Linked DNA regions of Mus musculus: all the other regions are linked to region 2. A link is a contact called in public promoter capture Hi-C data. All regions are on one chromosome and are shown on one strand. The core of a region is the stretch at or near the end of the contact, and the rest is flanking DNA. Distances in the headings are between cores, read along the strand shown. Region 1 holds the start of Lrg1 (leucine-rich alpha-2-glycoprotein 1). Region 2 holds the start of Crb3 (crumbs family member 3). Region 3 holds the start of Tnfaip8l1 (tumor necrosis factor, alpha-induced protein 8-like 1).

Region 1 (4,062 bases), core at 216-2,715, 940 kb after region 2:
CCTTCTGAAAAGAAGCCCAGGGGATGGGGCCTTCAAGGTGCCGGTTTGGAGTTCAAATCCTGCTCCTGCAGAGGGGACCTGGGGGTCCAGGCTGGGAGATGGGGGAACCTGCTTCTAAAGGGCTTGTGGGGGTTTTGGGAGGGTGGAGGTGGGCAGACGCCCCTGTAAATACAGCCCTGGGGTGGTCAGAGAGGCCCATGCCACCCGTCCCCACTTGTGACATCCCCTTCGACCACCAGCTGACCATGCATGCCACGTGGCCAGCTGAGTCCAGGACCCTCTCCAGCCCTATCCCCATCAATAAAACTCTGTTTACATCCACCGGCCCCCTTGACTCTGGGTCAGCTGTTTGTTGGGGGTGATTGGAAATACTTGGGAAGGAAATCCTGCTCTTAGTCACTCACAGGCAAATGGGGGATTGGCCTCTTAGAATCCCAGACTGAGAGGAGAGGTCATGTCAAGGGGTGACAACCTGGAAAACTTTAAGATGAGATGACAACAAGGAGGAACTAGCTGATTGCAGGGGAAACACTTCCTGTGCAAGCAAGAAGACCTGAGTTTGAATCCCTTAGTACTCACAGAAAAGGCCAGGTGTAATGGTACATGCCTGTAATTTTAGCACTTGGGAAGCAGACACAGGAAGGTCCCTGACCTCTTGCAAGTCAGCCTAGCCCAGTTAATGAGAGGTCCTGCCTCAGTAGACAATGTGGAGAACCATTGAGGAAGACACCCAGAATCAACCTGTAGCCTGTGCAAGTGTGTGTGCACATCACACATAGATACAGCCAAAGGTGTCCTCAAAGGCAAATTCATAGCCTTGAAATGCATTTTGCTGTTGTGGGTTTTGTTGTTGGACAGTCTCAGTATGTAGCCCAGTCTGATGTCAAAGTCGAAGTGATTCTCCAGCCTCCATACTCCAACCCTGTGCTATAATGAGATGACATGTGAGGTGTGTCTTCACAACAGACATATGCACCTACTGCACTTCAGGTAGATGGAATCACCAAAGAATCTCTTGACAATCAAGTTCAGCTGTGCAGGCAGGGAAACTGAGTCCCAGAGAACCTAAGCCAGACCTGCTTGGTTCCTTGTGGAAGACTTTACAATCAGAGCCAGGCATTGCTCCTTGTTCAGTAGGAAAGCTACTTGAGCATAAAAAGCAAACAACACATCAGGTGTTCAAGACCAGAGATTTTTTTTTTTCCAACACATTTCCTGTCACCTGCTCAAAGAGCAGCCACGTTCCTGCTCTTATTGCAAACTCAGTCCCTGGATCCTGGTGGGAGAGGACTCAGCCTAGGAGACATTGGGTAGAGCAATCCCCACCTCACCCTTAACTAGGAAGTAAAAGCTGCAGAAAGTCTGGGAAAGGGTGGGCAGGATGCCACAGTCACTGCCAGGAAGGGATGTAGCAATGTTGACCCGGCCCTGGGCTCTTCCTGCTTTGCCTCAGAGCAGAGTTGGGGTGGGGACTATATAAAGCCACCTTCCTGGGGTCTTGAGGACAGACATAGAGGAGCAGCTATGGTCTCTTGGCAGCATCAAGGAAGGTAGGTCTCTACCTGACCAGTTCTGGGCAGACCTGGCACCAAGCTAAGCACAATCATGGGGACATTAGTCTGATCCACTGAGGTGGCCAGGAACAGATTCAGGCCTGCAGGCTGTACAAACAGGCTTACTTCCAGACAGACTGCCAGAGGCCCCCTGAGCAGGAATGGGAGAGGGTCCCTGTCCCAGGTCCCAGGCTTGAGGCTTTGGTCATACCCACTGCAAATCAGGAAGCCCCCGACAGGCCTCTGAGGGCTGTTGTGGAGACCAGATATGCGTACAGAAGAATTCCTGTTCACCTGGACCCTGAGTTCTCCCTGAACACCCAGTGCTGACCACACAAGCCATATGAGAGCTGGACGAAGAAAGGATAAGGCCAATCTGGAAGCTTCTGCCTTCCTGAGAATGGCAGAAAAGGGCTGGTGAAAAGCCAAGCATTGTGGCTGGGGCTTTGCAGAGTGAACACGAGTCCACTGACTCTCCCTCTGAACAGACAACTAGGGAGATAGGGGTAGACCCAGGATACAAACCAGGTTAGAAGTAACTAGGTACTTGGACTGGGAATACTTAATAACTGGTAACCTGTTAGAGGTGGTAGCAGGGGAGGAAGTGTGTAGGGGGTCAGACCCAGGAAGTTTAAGAGTCATAGAGGTAAGTTTTGCTGTGGATCAGGGGCTGCTTTGTGAGAATGAAACCCAGGGTATAGTGTTCCTGGGGCTTTGCAGAATAAATAGGAGCTCACTGGCTCTGCCACCCACCCACCCTGCTAAGGAGACAAAAATAGACTCAGGAAACAAACCATGAGGATCGTCTTGTTCCAGTCCTGGTGAGGAAGGACTCAGTGGGTACAGTTTAGGGTGGTGGCCACGGGGACGGGAAGAAGGGGAGATATTTTTCACCATGGTTCACTAACCTCAGCCTCCAGGATCTCAAGACCTGCCTTGCCAGAACCCTGTTTCTCCTGGCCCTCTTGGGCAGGGTGTCCAGCCTCAAGGAATGCCTGATACTGCAGTCGGCTGAGGGTAGCACCGTCTCCTGCCATGGTCCCACCGAGTTTCCGAGCTCCCTCCCTGCCGACACTGTCCATCTGTCGGTGGAATTCTCCAACCTGACGCAGCTGCCCGCCGCCGCCCTGCAAGGGTGTCCGGGTCTGCGGGAGCTGCACCTCTCGAGCAATCGCCTGCAGGCGCTGTCTCCCGAGTTGCTGGCGCCCGTGCCCCGGCTGCGCGCCCTGGATCTGACCCGCAATGCTCTCCGCAGCCTGCCCCCCGGGTTGTTCAGCACCTCGGCCAACCTGAGCACCCTGGTCCTGAGGGAGAACCAGCTGCGGGAGGTGAGCGCGCAATGGCTTCAGGGCCTGGACGCCCTGGGCCACTTGGACCTGGCGGAGAACCAGCTGAGTTCGCTGCCCTCCGGGCTCCTCGCCAGCCTCGGCGCCCTGCACACCCTCGACCTTGGGTACAACCTGCTGGAGTCGCTGCCCGAGGGACTCCTGCGGGGCCCAAGGCGGCTGCAGCGCCTGCACCTGGAAGGGAACCGACTGCAGAGGCTGGAGGATAGCCTGCTTGCGCCCCAACCGTTCCTGCGCGTCCTGTTCCTGAATGACAACCAGTTGGTCGGGGTGGCGACCGGCTCCTTCCAGGGCCTACAGCACCTGGATATGTTGGATCTGTCCAATAACTCTCTGTCCAGCACGCCCCCGGGCCTGTGGGCGTTCCTGGGGAGGCCGACCCGCGACATGCAGGACGGCTTCGACATCTCCCACAACCCCTGGATCTGTGACAAGAACCTGGCGGACCTTTGCCGCTGGCTGGTCGCCAACCGAAACAAGATGTTCTCACAGAACGACACGCGCTGTGCGGGGCCCGAGGCCATGAAGGGTCAGCGGCTGCTGGACGTGGCAGAGCTGGGGTCCCTGTGAGGATGATGGCTGGGGTGCTGGCCAAGGGCACCCCGCTCGCCACTGAGCCAATGTGGTCCCATGTCAGTGTGCAGATTCCTCATTCCCTCAGCCAGGAATGCTATTCTCGGACTCCCTCTCTGGGTCCTCTCCACTCGCCACAACTCTTCCACCTCTCACTCTTCCTGTGCCGGCCCCCAGGCCACCTTGTGTTTATCTGGCTTTGACACGTCTGTTTCAGGGGTCACCAAAGCAGTTAATAAAACGGCTCCTAGGCTGACTGAACAGCTCGGTGTTTGTGCAGTTCCCTTTTGTTGTACATTTGTTTTGTGCGCATGCACCACAGTGAGCCTGTGGAGGTCAGAGGGCTCCTTGCAGGAGTGTGTTCCAGCTGTTCACCGTGTGGCAGCTAGGGATTCAAACTCGGGTTCTTGGGCTTGGCAGCAAACTCCTTCACCCGCAGAGCCATCTGGCCCACCCTCTGCCTTATGTTTTAAGACAGGATCTCTGGCCGGGCGGTGGTGGCGCATGCCTTTGATCCCAGCACTTGGGAGGCAGAGGCAGGTGGATTTCTGAGTTCGAGGCCAGCCTGGTCTACAGAGTGAGTTGCAGGA
Region 2 (3,764 bases), core at 733-3,232:
AGTTTGAGGCCAGCCTGAGCTACACTAAACCACTAAACCATGTATGTATGTATGTATGTATGTATGTGTGTGTGTATATATATATATATATATATATATATATATATATATATATAGTTTTTCGAGACAGGGTTTCTCTGTGTAGCCCTGTAGACCAGGCTTGGCCTTGAACTCAGAAATCCACCTGCTTCTGCCTCCCAAGAGCTGGGATTAAAGGCGTGTGCCACCACTGCCCAGGCAATAAAAAAAATAATTTAAAAGTCAGGGCATCTGCCTAGCACATGGCCTTTTATTTTTCTCTGTATAGGCCTGGCTGTCCTGGAACTCACTTTGTAGACCAGGCTGGCCTTGAACTCAAAAATCCGCCTGCCTCTGCCTCCCAAGTGCTGGGATTAAATGCGTGTGCCACCACCGCCCGGCGCACATGGTCTTTTAATAGTAATGTCTCTCCACTTGTCCCATACTACTCTGGTCTCACACACTTGCTCTTCCTTCTTACACCTTCCCAACTCACCAGGCCCCCGTTGGACTCATCACCTGGGGGTTGAGTTGTGCTATTTGTGAAAGGGTCCGGTGCTGTGGAACAGAAAGAGAAAAAAAAAATCCATGCTGGGGTCTTCTTCACTAGTTATCACTTACACACCACTCAGTCAGACCTTGCAAAACGCCTTCCAAAGTCTCCAGCTGGAATTGAGGCAGCAAGTACAGCCAGGCCACCCACTCCACCCTCGGGTGTGATGCTGGTTTCTCTGGCCACCCTCAGCCCAGCAGGTAATAATCTGACCACCCAGAGTCACCATTGTTAGCCTATTAGAATAGATGGCTTCCAGAACCGTGTCCCCCTCCACCATCACTCCGGCCCAGAACCCTTAAGGACCTGGGCGGGGCTCAACCTTTCCCAGGAGTATGTGACTCACAAGGTCCCCCCACCCCCCAGGCTCCCGAAACTGGAACTAGAGACTGAGGGAAGGTCTGGCTGGGTCCACACCTACGGAGGGCCAGCCCTGTCAGCTGGGCTCCCTCCAGGTCCCCCTGACTGCTTAAGACTCTCAACTATGCAGACTCAGGTGCCCAGGCTCTCCCTCCCCTCCTCCACCTCTGGGCTCTGCCCAACAACCCCCAGCTCCTAAATTCCACAAGACTTAAGGACTCAGGAATTCTAGGCTGCGGGTACGGAGCGTTCAGAAAAACGCTGGTTCGAGCCTCAGCAACGTTAAAAGAAAAAAAAAAAAAAACTGGAGAAAAAAAAACTGGAAAAAAAAAAAGTTCGCAGGTCAGCTAAACTAATTTGAAATTCAGCCCTGAAGCTTTCAAACTTGGTCTCCAAACGCATTCCAAGCTCATTCCTCAGACCTGTCGCCCTCTCTGGGTCGCAAATGCCCGGCACTTCTGAGTTCAACCCGGGAACCCTCCTCCCACCCGAGCGCTGCCCCGGACAGTACCTACCTGTTAGGCTCCAGCCGGAGGGCAGCATCGGCAAACCAAACGCCAAGAGCACCCCCAGGCCTGGGGTCGCCATGAGTTTAGGCGACGAGTTGGTGACGCCAAGGACAGGACTTCCCCAAGGCGCCAATTCCTACCGCATCTTGGGTCGAGGAGGGCACCTGCGACCCAGGACCTGGGGACCAGACCGGGGTGGGGGGGAGAGGGCGCAGCATAGGGTGAGGGGCTGGACTCAGGCTCGGGGCCCAGCGACAGGCAACCCAATCTTGGAGTGCGCTCCCCGCCCTCGGCGCCAAGGGTCAGAGATTAAAGATTAACTCCCCGACCGCATTCTTGGGCCAGGAAAAGGGAAGGAGGAGGTGGGGACAGGACAGGCTGCGCGCCCTGCCTCCCTACCTGACTCCAGCGTCTGAGAGGGACTTCGCTCAGGTTCCCAATCCCGGGTTCCCAGCTGGAACCCCGAGTCTCCGTCCTTCACCCGGTCGCTCCAGATCCCACCCGCCCCGCCCGCTCACGTGACCCGGAAAGTTTAGTCACCCACCTGGGCAAAGAGCGCACTTCCGGCTTGTGCACCTGAGCCTGGCTGAGAGGGGCGGGGCGAAGAGGGCGGGGCCGCGCCGCCAGAGCACCTGTAACGGGAACCCCATTGCGACCCGGAGCACCGCAGAGGGCGGAAATGAGCAGGTGTAAGCACAGGGGTGCATACCCCGGCGGGGGGCGTGGCGACACTCCAGAAAGATACACACTTATAAGAGGCGGGCTCCGATGGGAAACACTGAAGAACTCACACCCTGAAGTCAGACCTGGGAATGCTAACCTGTATTCTAAATGTATTCTGGAGGCTGAGGCAGGAGGACCCCAAGTTCAAAGCCAGCCTGAATAAACCCTATTTCAAAAGTAAAAGGGGCTGGGAGCGTGGCTCGGGGCCAGAACCCCTGCCTTAAATGGCCTAGTGAAGGTCGCCTTCCAAGAATGTCTTAGTGATTGGATCGCCCCTTACTCAGCCATGAATTCCTCCTTAGCATGCCTGAGACCCCTGGGTTCCATTTTCATCCCATAACCAAAAAAATCAACCAACCTGTACAGGACTAGTTTTGTAGAAAGATACATGTAGGCTTGTAGTCAGAGTGTAATCAGAACACCTGCTTAGATTAAACCCGTGCGGTATTAAAAAAAAAAAAAAAAAAAAAAAAAACCGGACAAAGATCTGTGCAGAATCTCGCCCAGCTTAACGGAAGGCCTTATGTCCACACTGAAGAACATCCGTATGAGGTCCACCTGCCAGGGAAGTGTCTGTGAGGAAGCATGGATTTGGGGCGTCTGCGCAGAAGTAGTGATGTCCCACGGCACCCACACAGAAACTCTTATGCATGGAAACATCTGGTAGCTGGTAGAGGGAGTGGGTGGGACTTTCACCTGTTCACCACAGATGTATGGGCACAGCTTGGGTGGGGACCGCATGACCTCTGGATGTATCTTTGGGTAAAAGGTGGTCATGCACCGGATATGATGGCACGTGATTGCCGTCCCAGCAACTGGGATTCCGAAGCAGGCGAACTGCTGCACATTCAAGGCCAGCGAGGCTACAGAGACCTTGGCTCAAAAGGACAATAACAACAATAGCCATAGAGCTGCAGCTGGAGTTCTGTGGCTAGTTTATCTAGCACATACAAGGCTATATACAACACCCATTGTAGTGTAGCATACGCCTTAGATCCCAGGTGGAGCTCTGTGAGGTCCAGATCAGCCCGGTCTACATAGTAAATTCCGTGGCTACATAGAGAGACTGTGTCTTTGAACAAGAAAAATAAATAAATAAATAAATAAATAAATGAGGCGTCGTCCCTTCCTGGGAGTGGTGGTTTAAACTCTGTTTAAATCTCTGCTCTGGCCCTAAATGGGAATCCAGACTAAGATTTGAAGCTTTTGATTTCTCCACTGTAGCGTGGGAAAAGCTAGTGTCACCTACCTACCTCACAGGGTTTGGGGTAGGTTCGTTACTGAGCAGCGAGTGAAGGGCTCTGGCATGCGCAACGCACTCAATGTGAGCTCTTATTTATTATTCGCGGTCAGACGGACGCCCTTCCCCCTGACGGTGAGACGAAAAACTGCACCCGAAACTTGTGGGCGGGACTTCAGCAGGTGCAACCACAGCCGCCGGCTGAGGCCCCGCCTCCAGAGCCCCTCCTCCTGATCGTTATCTTTAGTGGCGCGGGAGATACTGGTCCGCGACTCCCTTTCCAGGCAGGTCTGCAAAGAGCAGCCTTCAGAGAGTCTGAATTGGGGCGCGGCCCCTTTAAGAATGCCTAGCGGGCTGCGAG
Region 3 (3,495 bases), core at 286-2,785, 900 kb after region 2:
TCTGGCTCACCATGTGTGGGAAGGCCCAGGGCAGGTGTTCTGTGATGACTCTCTTTGTTCTGTTACATTGTACAGTCCCCATGGCCCCGCCCTCATCCCTCCCAGTCACCCACATCCTAGGTGCGGCCCAGATCATGAACTTATTATGTTTTAAAGTTGTCGCTGCCTGTGTTGATCTGCCAGGGTTGTAGAGGGCTCAGCACGCACAAAGGTCTCAAGTGCAAGGACATTCCATGTGGAGAAGAGGCGGCCACTTTGAGGTCCCAGGACAGAAAAACAGGAAGTTTGGCACTCAAAGCCTACATTCCTGTTCTCTCTCTCTCTCTCTCTCTCTCTCTCTCTCTCTCTCTCTCTCTCTCTCTCTCTTTCTCTGTTGGCTGTTGTTTGTTACAGGATCTCTATACATAGTTATGGCTAGCCTGGAACTCACTTTGTAGACCTGGCCTCAAACTTACAGGCATCCACCTGCCTCTATTCTAAGCACTGGGTAAATGGGTAAATGTCCTGGTATATGTTGTGTTTGGGCCGGAACCCAAGGCCTCTTGCTTACTAGGTGAGCACTCTACGCACTGGGCTACACCCTAGGGTCCCTTTTGTTTTAGAGACAGCCTCGGTGTGTAGCCCACCCTGGCTCAGCCTCTCTTTTGTCTGTTTAAGCACCCCCAAGAAGCCTCAGGGAGTCACGAAACAACTGTCCCAAGTCAGACAGGGAAACTGAGGCTTATAATTAAGTTACTTGTTCAAGTGAGTCAGGTTTGTCTGAGCTGTGTCCTAACCCCAAGGCAAGGTGTTCAGAGGCGTCACAGCCTGGAGCTCGGGAAGTGACCCAGAGGCCTGTTTCCAGTTTAGTGTTCCACCCTGTCCCTCTCCAGCCCCGCTGCTCACAAAGGTGACAAACCAGAATATGGTTCTGGAGACAGTGTCTCCATCTCTCTGGCCATCCGCAGCCCATATTCTGGACCCCAGTTTATCCTCCAAACCAACACTGAAAGAGCCAGGAGGCTGCAGACCTGGATCAGGTCACCTGCCAATTATGTGACAGCCACTGTCCCAGTTCCCAGATGGTAAAACTGAGTTCAAGCCCTCGGGCAATGGGAAGCTTGAAGTGCCAGTCCCAGTCAGGGTAACCCTGCACCAGCCAGAGCCACAGTGGGGTCCAGCTGGCTACCTCAGAGAATACCTAGACCATTCTGGAGTCAGGCTGCACACTTGTACAGAGCCAAGTCCATCAAGTGTCCTCTTGAGGACATGTGTTAGGACTATTACAGTAGCCCACAGCAACCTGCTCACAACACCCATGCTCCCACAGTCAGTAATAGGTATACAGAGGAAACTGAGGCGGGATATACAGAGGACGGTGTGGGGATAGGAGGGGACGGAAAGAACCCAGGATAGCCAATGCAGGACCCCATCGCTCACCTGCTCCTCGGGATGTGTCAAGCCTTCAGTTTTCTGTAGGTGCCTCTGTGGGGCCAGAGGCATTGGCCGCTGGATCTGAGCCCGGCCGCTGGCTAGGAGGCCACGCCCCCGAGAAAGGGCTCGCCCCCTCTAAACGCTCACTGGCTCAGCAAATGGTAGCGCACAGGCAGTGTACGAAGGAGCCAATGGCAGCAAGCCTCTGCCAGGAGGTGGGAGGCATGACGCGGGCGTGGGCGAGGGCGTGGTCTGCGGCCGGGAGATTCCTCCGGAATAGCGCCGGCGCTGGGTGCCCAGCGCAAGGGATGCCGTGGCGGGAAAGTGTTGGAAGGAAGAGGAAGGAGACTGAGACAGAGAAAAATGGGGTATACGTGCACCGCGCGACAGAGATCTGAGAGGCCAAAGCGAAGAGAGGCGCCTCCGCGAGACACCTGCATCCCTCTGAGCGGGTCTCAGTTTACCCACTAGGTAGTTAGAGTGTCACCTGGGACTCCCATGACAAATGCACCCCAACATTTGCCTTGCAACAATTTTGGGGTTCCTGAGTACTGCGGAGACTCTCTTTCAGTTGGTGTCTCTGGAGTAAGGGGGGAGGCACTGTGATGACCTCCCTGACAGAGGCCAGACAGGGCCAGCTACCTCCCAGGGGGCAGCTGTGAGACCTGGAAAATCAGTCTGGGAGTGATTCCCACACTCCCACCACCCCCAACCCATCCCCAACACCCCCACCTTACTCCAAACTCCACCCCAACTCAACCACGGGTCTGCACTTCCTGTGCCTGGATGGCCCTGTCACAGCAAGGACACTTGGAAAAGCCTCATCTGCCATCTTCCCTCTTCAGAAAGCCCCCTCAGGTGTTTGCTGACTGCATTCTAACCTTCCTTGCATGAGCCTTAACACACAAAACTAAATCCAGGCTTTTGAGAGATAGAAATTGAGACCCAGAGAAACCTTAAGTGACTTGCCTAGAGCAGCACAGACCCAAGTGGCTTTCCTGATTTCAGATTGTCTGTGCTCTGGGCCAGGAACTTACAAGTTCAGTAGCCATCCCAGCTCTGCCGGGTGCTGAACATGGCCTCTATCTGCTCTGTACCAGGAGCTCACCCTTGTGACAGCCACACAGGACCCTAGACAGAGCTCAGTATCAAAGACAGAGACCACAGCTCTAGGTTTTTCATACCCCAGTATGAGCCAGGGCAATTAGTGTGTTTTTGAGGTGTGTGGGGGGAAGCAGGTGTCACTGAAGCAGGTTTGGGGGCTTCTGATTTTTGAGCACTTAGAGTCTGAGGAACCCACAGATATCATAGGTGTGATAAAGTGGGGATCAAACCCAGCTGTGTGGGTTCAGGGCTAGAGCCTACCCCTCCCACTTGCCTAGAGTCCCGTGGTGAGAGGCTGGGTCGTGGACAGGGTGGAGCCTCTGCCTAGAATTCCCCAGTGAAGCCTTGAGTGGGCTCTTGTGAGGATGTGGACTGTCTTCCCTGGCTCTGCCAGTGTCTCCCTCACCAGGTCCTCACAGAGTCTAGCAGAGGTGCTCTGGTGCGCTTGATCCTCTAGATCAAGTGGGCAAGGGGGCATGGGCGGAGGTAGAATTATTTCCTAGCATGCAGGAAGCCCTAAGCCCCTACCCAGCTTAGAAGCAGTAGTAAATAATAATAATAATAAACAACTTACAAATTGTCTGTAAGGATGAGGGGACACACACCGGACCATATAGAAAACAATTGGAAATTTCCGGAAAACCTCCATGACCCCAGGGCATTCCCCACCTAGGTACACTCGAGTAGAAAGATAGATTCTGACATGAGTTTATGGCAATTTTAATTGAATTATTCACCGTAGCCAAACGATGGAAGCAGGCTACGTGTCCATCACTGGAGAGAGGAGATGAGGCATGCTGCCTAGAGAGGGGGGAATATTACTCTGCCTGGAAGAGAGAGGCCATTCAGACACCAGGTCCCCATGATATCTGGTGATGTGAGCCACACACAGATGCATCCCGTACAGTCCCACTCCCAGGAGTTCTCTGCATTGATCAGAGCCACAGAAACAGGAAATAGGGTGGTGGGTACCTGGGG

The links. Promoter capture Hi-C pulls out the DNA fragments that hold promoters and counts their contacts. Capture Hi-C pulls out chosen DNA fragments and counts their contacts.
Region 1: a contact with region 2 is called in a promoter capture Hi-C map of liver, with 3 times the contacts expected there. The contact joins the promoter of Lrg1 here to the promoter of Crb3 in region 2. A contact is called at or near these places in 3 of 39 promoter capture datasets (hippocampal neurons and liver), 2 of 484 Hi-C or Micro-C datasets (CD8 T cells and liver), 1 of 115 datasets of contacts at active chromatin or transcription factors (pancreatic cancer cells) and 1 of 9 other capture datasets (macrophages).
Region 3: a promoter capture Hi-C map of liver shows a contact between it and region 2, with 2.2 times the contacts expected there. The contact joins the promoter of Tnfaip8l1 here to the promoter of Crb3 in region 2. A contact is called at or near these places in 3 of 39 promoter capture datasets (the SN4741 cell line, liver and pre-B cells), 1 of 115 datasets of contacts at active chromatin or transcription factors (pancreatic cancer cells) and 1 of 9 other capture datasets (liver).

What each region holds. Positions count from the first base shown.
Region 1 is chr17:56,119,349-56,123,410 of GRCm38.p6, reverse strand. Lrg1 (leucine-rich alpha-2-glycoprotein 1) reads left to right here and starts at 1,465. Exons shown (of 2, transcript NM_029796.2): 1 at 1,465-1,550; 2 at 2,467-3,733. The coding sequence starts at 1,525. The coding sequence ends at 3,469. Sema6b (sema domain, transmembrane domain (TM), and cytoplasmic domain, (semaphorin) 6B) reads left to right here. Exons shown (of 17, transcript NM_001130456.1): 17 at 1-326.
Region 2 is chr17:57,060,449-57,064,212 of GRCm38.p6, reverse strand. Crb3 (crumbs family member 3) reads right to left here and starts at 1,982. Exons shown (of 4, transcript NM_177638.5): 1 at 1,840-1,982; 2 at 1,447-1,618; 3 at 515-576. The coding sequence starts at 1,519.
Region 3 is chr17:56,160,531-56,164,025 of GRCm38.p6, reverse strand. It overlaps Tnfaip8l1 (tumor necrosis factor, alpha-induced protein 8-like 1), which reads right to left and starts at 1,535. Exons shown (of 2, transcript NM_025566.3): 1 at 1,420-1,535.